Linked DNA regions of Nomascus leucogenys: region 1 is linked to region 2. The links are chromatin contacts, called in public Hi-C maps. All regions are on one chromosome and are shown on one strand. Each heading gives the region's core, a stretch centred on a gene start, on an enhancer-like site or on the middle of the called end of the contact. The rest is flanking DNA. Distances are from core to core; before and after follow the strand shown.

What was found. A called contact is a pair of places that touch in the nucleus more often than the background predicts.
Region 1: a contact with region 2 is called in a Hi-C map of a lymphoblastoid cell line, with 3 times the contacts expected there. The contact joins the promoter of GEMIN8 here to the enhancer-like site in region 2. A contact is called at or near these places in 2 of 4 Hi-C or Micro-C datasets (a lymphoblastoid cell line and an unstated tissue).

Annotation. Positions count from the first base shown.
Region 1 is chrX:12,512,031-12,515,588 of Asia_NLE_v1, forward strand. GEMIN8 (gem-associated protein 8) reads right to left here and starts at 1,388. Exons shown (of 4, transcript XM_003261059.2): 1 at 1,249-1,388.
Region 2 is chrX:12,230,996-12,234,656 of Asia_NLE_v1, forward strand. It overlaps OFD1 (oral-facial-digital syndrome 1 protein), which reads left to right. Exons shown (of 23, transcript XM_030806885.1): 9 at 113-219; 10 at 1,938-2,057. Among named protein-coding and RNA genes, the nearest start is that of OFD1, 17 kb to the left of the region's middle. Within about 2 kb of position 1,471, the one cell type or tissue checked has an H3K27ac peak away from gene starts, as active enhancers do. A contact at or near this core is called in a lymphoblastoid cell line, where this site is marked.

The DNA of each region.
Region 1 (3,558 bases), core at 138-2,637, 280 kb after region 2:
AGTTCTGTACCGACTTTGCAAACTCTCCAATTTACACTCTAGCCTTAATTGTTCAAAACTTTCCCCCATCATTCTCATCTCACCCTATCCTTTAAAAAAAAAAAAAACCCAAATGATTAATCACCATCTATAGAACAGTTTCAGAATGAACATTTCTCTCTGGAACTTTAGTTTGTATACTTCCCCAGCACAGCAATGAACATACAGAGGGGATTTATACACCTGTGAACTTGCTTTCAGTTATGCTTATTCCAAGTTACTAACCAGCAGTCTTTAAAAATATATGGTTTCTGTTCACACTGAAATTACAAAGAGACTGTTATTCCGATAAATTATGCTAGCAAAAATAGTATTTTTAAAGGGTAGCTCTCATCCTACAATTCATGGCGGCTGTGAGCATAAATAATCCTAGAAGTGTTGCGTTACTAACCTTTAGTCTAGATTTTTTAAGTAATATTGTTCTGATTTGAGATGAAAAACAGCTGAATACACAGCCTAGCCTGTCAAACGAGTTTAAAAACATCATTCCTGAAAAAAATAAAACTGTTCAGAACCATCTGATCTGTACTAAGAGAACATCAAGATTTCAGAGCTAAAATGCACTTCGTTGGCCACTGGTTCAACTACAGCTCATTACTGATAAGTGGGCAGAGACATAAGGCCCATAAACCGTAGGCGCCAGATGTCTCAAGATAACTCCCACCAAAAGCTGACCTCCTGCAGAGGTTAAAGTGCAAGAGAAAAGAAAGAAACCTCGACTTTTTGAGCAGACAGGCCAATATCCCAGACATCCTCCAAGTATGTGGCTGTCCTGGGTGATCTTCTATTCAGATACTGGGCTGGATGGGCAAAATCCGAATTCACCTACAGACCTTAACACGGTGGTTCTCGGCACGCCAGAATCACCTGGGCAGCTTTAAAAACTACTGATGCCAGGGCCCCACTATTAGAGATTCGGATTTAATTGGTCCGGGATGGGGGCCCGGGGATCAGAATTCTTAAAAAGTCGTCCAGTGATTCGGAAGCTCTGCAGAGCTGACAGCCTCTGGGACTGGTCCCCTCTCACAATCTGCAATGATTTAGGAATCTCATGGGCCTCTGGCCCCACCTTTTTTCGCGGGATTAAGATAATTATGATAGCAATGTGACGTCCAAGACCTCGGCTCTCTGCGCATCAGAAGCCAGGGCCCGGGGCCTCTAAGCTCCTCCCTCACTCCCCGAAGGAAACCCAGTCGTCCCCAAAGTCACCTCGTGGGCGCGCAGCTTGCGGATCCTGGGCGTTGGCAGGGCAGGGGCCTAGTTTTCCTTGGAGAGACAGAGGGGGAGTGGGGGACGCGAGGGGGGCGGCTGTTGCCGGGGCGACTGGAAGCGCGCTTCCGGTGCGGAACACGTGGCGTGGCGCGGCGCGCCGGAAGTCCCCCCTGCGGCGCGGACGTCACGTTCGCACCGCAGGCGGTGCAGTGCTGGAGGCCGGAAGCTGCCTGCTAATTGGCTACTCCGAGTGGAGCGCCGGGGCGGCAAGTGTGGGATGGCTGCTGGTGGTGGGTCCCGCAGAGAGGGAGCTGCGGCGGGCGGGGCAGTGGGACCGCGGCGGGCACCCGCGCCAGGGTTCGGACGGTGCTGTCTGCACCGGCGAGATAAGGGTCGCTTCTGCAGTGACCGGGTCTCCAGCCTTTAACTTTTTGTCCTTTCCTTAGCTTTCTTCGTTTTCCTTCCCTTCTCTTTACTTAGCCTTTTCTTTCTTCCTGTTCTCTTTCTTAACTAAAACAGTTTTCGTTTCTTTCTTTAATTTGTCCCAGGGGAAAACACCCAGTCTTTGAAAATAGATTAACCCAGATCTCAGTTTGAGTGCGAGTCCAGTGCTAGGTTTTTAACCTCCCCAAGCCTCGTGTGTCTCATCTATGAGATATGCATAACCTAATGCACAGTGCCTGATGCACTGCAGCAGACAAAACATTAGTACTTACTAATATGTTTGTAATTATAACCATCACAGCAATACCTGCCCCGTTAACATCACAAGAGTCATTAACAAGAACCAAGCATAAACAATTAGAAATCTTATGTGACGTATCATTTCTGGGGCAATGACCATATTTAATACTTTCTGGGAATTTATTCCAAGGAAAAACAGGTACGAACCAGATAGATGTTTATTACAGAATTATTTTAAAAAGTGAAAATTGGAAACGACCTAAATGCCCAACAAGAAAATGCCTAAATTAATTGGGAGATATTAATGACGTGACATTACTATATTATTCCTGGACTATAGAAGAATTAAAATGGTATAGAAGAATAATAACTTTAACAAATATTTACTGGATGCCTGCTATGTGCCCAGTATTCTATGTTAGCACTGTCCATTGTTACCACTACATGTGGCCATGAGAACCTGAATTGTAGTAGTCTGAACTGAGATACACTGTAAGGGTAAATTACACTCTAGATTTTGAAGAAGAATGAGAAAAAGAATGTAAAATGTCTCAATTTCTTTATAGTGATAACATCTTAGAGAAGGACTATTGAGGTTAAAGACTAAAATTTGATCTTTATCTTTTTACTTTATTAGTGTGGCTACTAGAACATTTAAAATTATATATGTGGCATGCATTGTATTTCTATTGTACCGTGGTATTCTATTTACTGGATACACAGTAGTGAACAATACAGTTTTGGGGCCCATAAAATTAAATCTTTTGTGTAGAACCTAGACAATAAGCAGATAAATAGAATTGTATGTTGTGGTGAGTTATATGAAGACAGTATAGCAGGGTAAGGGCCAGAAAGTATGTGTATATAGAGGGGGATTATTTTAGAAAAGATTATTCCTCCACCTCAGAAAATGGATGTGGGAGGAAATGAGATATCTATGGATAGAAGCAGGAGATGGTAGGAGGGTGATGTCTTGTCGGAAAAGTCAGGTGTGGATTGAGACAGATAAGTCAGATGGGGCCTGGTGGAATCTCTACCTCAAGGAAGAAGCCAGCATCTAGAGCGGCAGGAAAGAAAGATGGAGAGGGGTAAGACAGGGAGAAAGAGCTCAGGGAGTTCCTGGGAAAGGCAGAAGGATGCAGGCCTAGAGTGGATATAGTTCAGGTAGAGTGATTCCTAGTTCTATGAATGAAAAAATACAATATATATGGTATACTATGGCATTAGATAGAATATTAGTTGGCTGCTGTCACAGAGACCCAGAAGAGGAGTGGCTCAAACTGTTGAGAAGTGTATTTCTATCTCATGGCAGTCTGGGTGTAAGGAGTCCAGAGTATGGCAGCTCCACCTGTCTCATAGCTCCACCCTCCCTGGTTTCTTGCCTTGTTCCACATGGTCCAAGATGGTGCACCACTGCACCTTTCAGCCAGTGGGAAAGAGAAAGCCAGGGGCATGCCCTTTCCCTCTAAGGGTTTCTCCACCTTGGCACTATTCACATTTGGGTTTGGATAATTCTGTGTTTTGGGGGTTGTCCTGTGCATTGTAGGAGTTTTAGTAGCATCTCTGGTCTCCACTCACAAGATGCCAGTACTGTCTCCCAGTTGTGACAGCCAAAAATGTCCT
Region 2 (3,661 bases), core at 221-2,720:
TTATCCTAAATGCCTGTACTTTGCTTTTTGGAATTTAGGAAGCAGTATATTCATTCAAATCTGTTTTGCTTTCATTAGCTTGCTTGCTAAAAATTAATGCTTTTCTATACAGATTGAAACAAAAGAAATTTATGCTCAAAGGCAACTTTTACTAAAAGATATGGATTTGCTAAGAGGAAGAGAAGCAGAGCTGAAGCAAAGAGTTGAAGCTTTTGAATTGTAAGTAATGCATGTTCATTTTGGATATTCAGAATGATGAGATTGAAAAGAATTACTAAATATATATATGTCTAAATATTCTAATGTTCATTGCCAAGTAGAGTTCTTATTTGTAAAGGGGATATCACCTAGAAAGTACAAATTAAGAGGAACAAACACTAGGGTTTTGCTTTTGAAATATTAAACATTAAGATGAAAAGACAAATGAGATGCTATCATCAGGCTACAGTAAGACCAGACAGATAATTTGGAGAAGCTGTTAATACTGGAACAGATGGTATGTTTTGCAGTTACATTCAGTCCCTCAGATCTGATAGTTCCGTGTGTGTATGTATAGTAACTGAATTCCATATATCCAGACCTGCAGCTTTTACCAGCTGTGTGCTCAGAAAAGGAAGTATGGTGGTCCAACTTGACTTGTACTTGGTGAAACCATTTCTTTGTGTTACTTTTTCTAAGTGCTCACAAATGTTTCATCCTTCAGATCTTACCTGGGATTGACAGCAAGTTCACCTGTCTATAGTTTGTGCAATAAGCCTTCTTTTCCTTTGGGAATCTGCTATTGACACCCATAGATACTCCAGGAATCTTAGTTCATTAAAGAATTTGTCTCCATTAATGTTTTTTTCTCACTTCTATAGGCTTGATTTGTTTGATTTCAACTCTCTGTCTACCTTACTCTCTTTTTGGCAATAATGAAAAGATAAATTGATCAAGAGAGAGAAAATAGGCACAAAATTGGGGCAGAGAGAGTTCATCATTCCTTTACCTCCATTTTCTCTACTCTTGTTCCCTCCTTCTCAGCATGTAAACTAAATAAATGTAGTTTACCTCTCTATGGCTTTCCAGATTACCAGCAGAGGGAGCTAATACCTAGAGCCTTTACCTGTTCTTAGACTAGTCAGCATTTTGTAGCACTTCTCAGGATGGCTGGATCTCACCACCCGTGAACCCACCTCCCTGGCTAAGGAGTTGGTGCTATGGTTGATTTAAAGTCTCACTATGAAGACCATTCTCTTCTTCAGTATTTGGAAGCCCTGCTTGATCCATCTATCTTTTGCCCTCTCTTTTGGTACTTTTTTCAATATTCAATCAATAGGGTTTTTTGTTTGTTTTGTTTTGTTTTTAAGACACAGTGTCTTTCTGTATTGCCCAGGCTGGTCTCAAACACTTGGGCTCAAGCGATCCTCCTGCCTCAGCCTTCTGAAAAGCTGGGATTATAGGTGCAGGTCACCACACTTGGCTAAAGCTGATTGGTTATTAAATGACAAAAACAAATATTGTACCTTTAATATGTATGGACTAATTAATTAAATCCCACAGTTAGAAACAGCATTATAGAAGATTTAAGCACATAAGTACACTTACTTGTTACTTTGTAACTAATAATATCATTCTTTCATCCCAGGATTGATTTTGGCTATTTATCACCTATAACCATTGTTTAAGTGTTTATCTTCTGTGAGAAACCACTTCCCTCTTGAGACTCTCCCACTCCCTTCAGCCCAAAGCACAGTCAGTTCTGCTAGTTTCGATATGCTGTAACTAGGTCAGTTCATAAAATACACTGAGGACTTCTGGCTCTTTCCTTCTACTTCCCAGTAGTGATATCATGTAGCAGTTTTAATCTTTTGAACTAGACACATGTGATTTTTTCCTAAATTTATTAGCTCAGCTATGGTAGTTTATTTACTTTTTATATTTTTTGCTAATTTCAGGAACCAGAAGCTCCAGGAAGAAAAACATAAAAGCATAACTGAGGCACTTAGGAGACGGGAGCAGAATATAAAGAGTTTTGAGGAGACCTATGACCGAAAGCTCAAGAATGAACTTCTAAAGTAATTGTTTAGCATTTTAAAATAACTAATATGTTTAAATTAAGTTGGTAGAAACATAACAAACTGACAAAGTAGTCTGTAACTTAGGCAAACTTTAGTGTTTGAAAAAAAAAACATAGTTTTATCGATACAGTCAATCCTTTACTGCATTTGAGTTAGGATAGTTTTTAAAAGATAAGGGCCGGGTGTGGTGGCTCATGCCAATAATCCCAGCACTCTGGGAGGCTGAGGTGGGCGGATCACCTGAGGTCAGGAGTTCAAGACCAGCCTAGCCAACATGGTGAAACCCCATCTCTACTAAAAATACAAAAATTAGCTGGGTGTGGTGGTGTTCACTCGTAATCCCAGCTACTGGGGAGGCTGAGGCAGGAAAATCACTCGAACCCAGGAGGCAAGACGTTGCAGTGAGCTGAAGTTGTGCTACTGCACTCTACTAGCCTGCGTGACAGCGAGAATCCATCTCAAAAATTAACAACAACAAAAAAATATAGAGAAGCACATCCTCTGCGCTTCTTATGGCTTCTCTAACATTTATTGCGGGCTGTGATTTGCTTTAATTTTCAGGACACCTTGTGACTTGCTCAGCTTGCATAGTTGATAAGCTGTAAAATTGGAATTATAACCACTTTTAGTTATCTTTTCCTCCACTCATACAGTCACAAGGGTGGGGGTATCTAACAATATATAAATTATACTAGTGGTCATAGTATTTGTCAGTGAACATATGCCTTGTATTCCTTCAAGATTCAGCAAAGCCAGAATCAAAAGAGCTAAAATTAACTATGTGAGGCAAAAAGTGATATAGGGAAAGGAAAATATGGACAACTATGGTTACTTCGGCTTTTCTGTAGTCTGAGTTTTGTGTATCAGTGAATAATATCTCAGTGCTACGACATTATGCCCATGTGGTAACATTTCTCTTCAGTGTGCGGGAAAGCATCTGGCACATAAAAAGTGCTCAGTTAATGTTTGTTGTAAATGTGTCGCGAGGAAATGATTCAACTCAGGTGCTCTGGGCATTTCTTATTTGGCCTCTTTTATTGCCTTCCTCATAATTTGTCATTGATATTCCATTACATAGTATTGCAAAGGTTTCTTGAGGTAATCCTTTAAACAAATCTTATTTTTAAAAAATATGGCAGCTTTTTTATCTATTGATTTTGAAATGATGTATTTTACCCACGTCTTCTATGTCAGTTTCTATACTAAAATAGCTAAAATGGAAGTGTCTGTAGTTGCTGAATTTTTAGGAATAAATGAATTAAAGTGTGTGTGTTAATTTTACATAGTTATGGAGCTAGTGAACTATTTGGTGTCATTGTGACAGCTTCCACAGGCTGCATGGTGTCTGCCTGGCTTTGGGAATCCTCATATGACTTTGGCAGGTGTTGGAGTTTGAAGGCTCTTCACCACAGGAGTGCTTCTATTTCCTTTTGGAACCAAAAGGGCAGCTGGTAACAGCTGGGAAAGGGAAGTGAAACTGTGAAAATGTGCCTTTTGGTATTGCTAATCCGGATATAATGCTCTTGGCAGTTGGCTCTCAGGACTGCGCTTAGTCCCTGAGCACAAAAGTTCTTACCTTGGTTGGGGGTGGGCAGATGGTA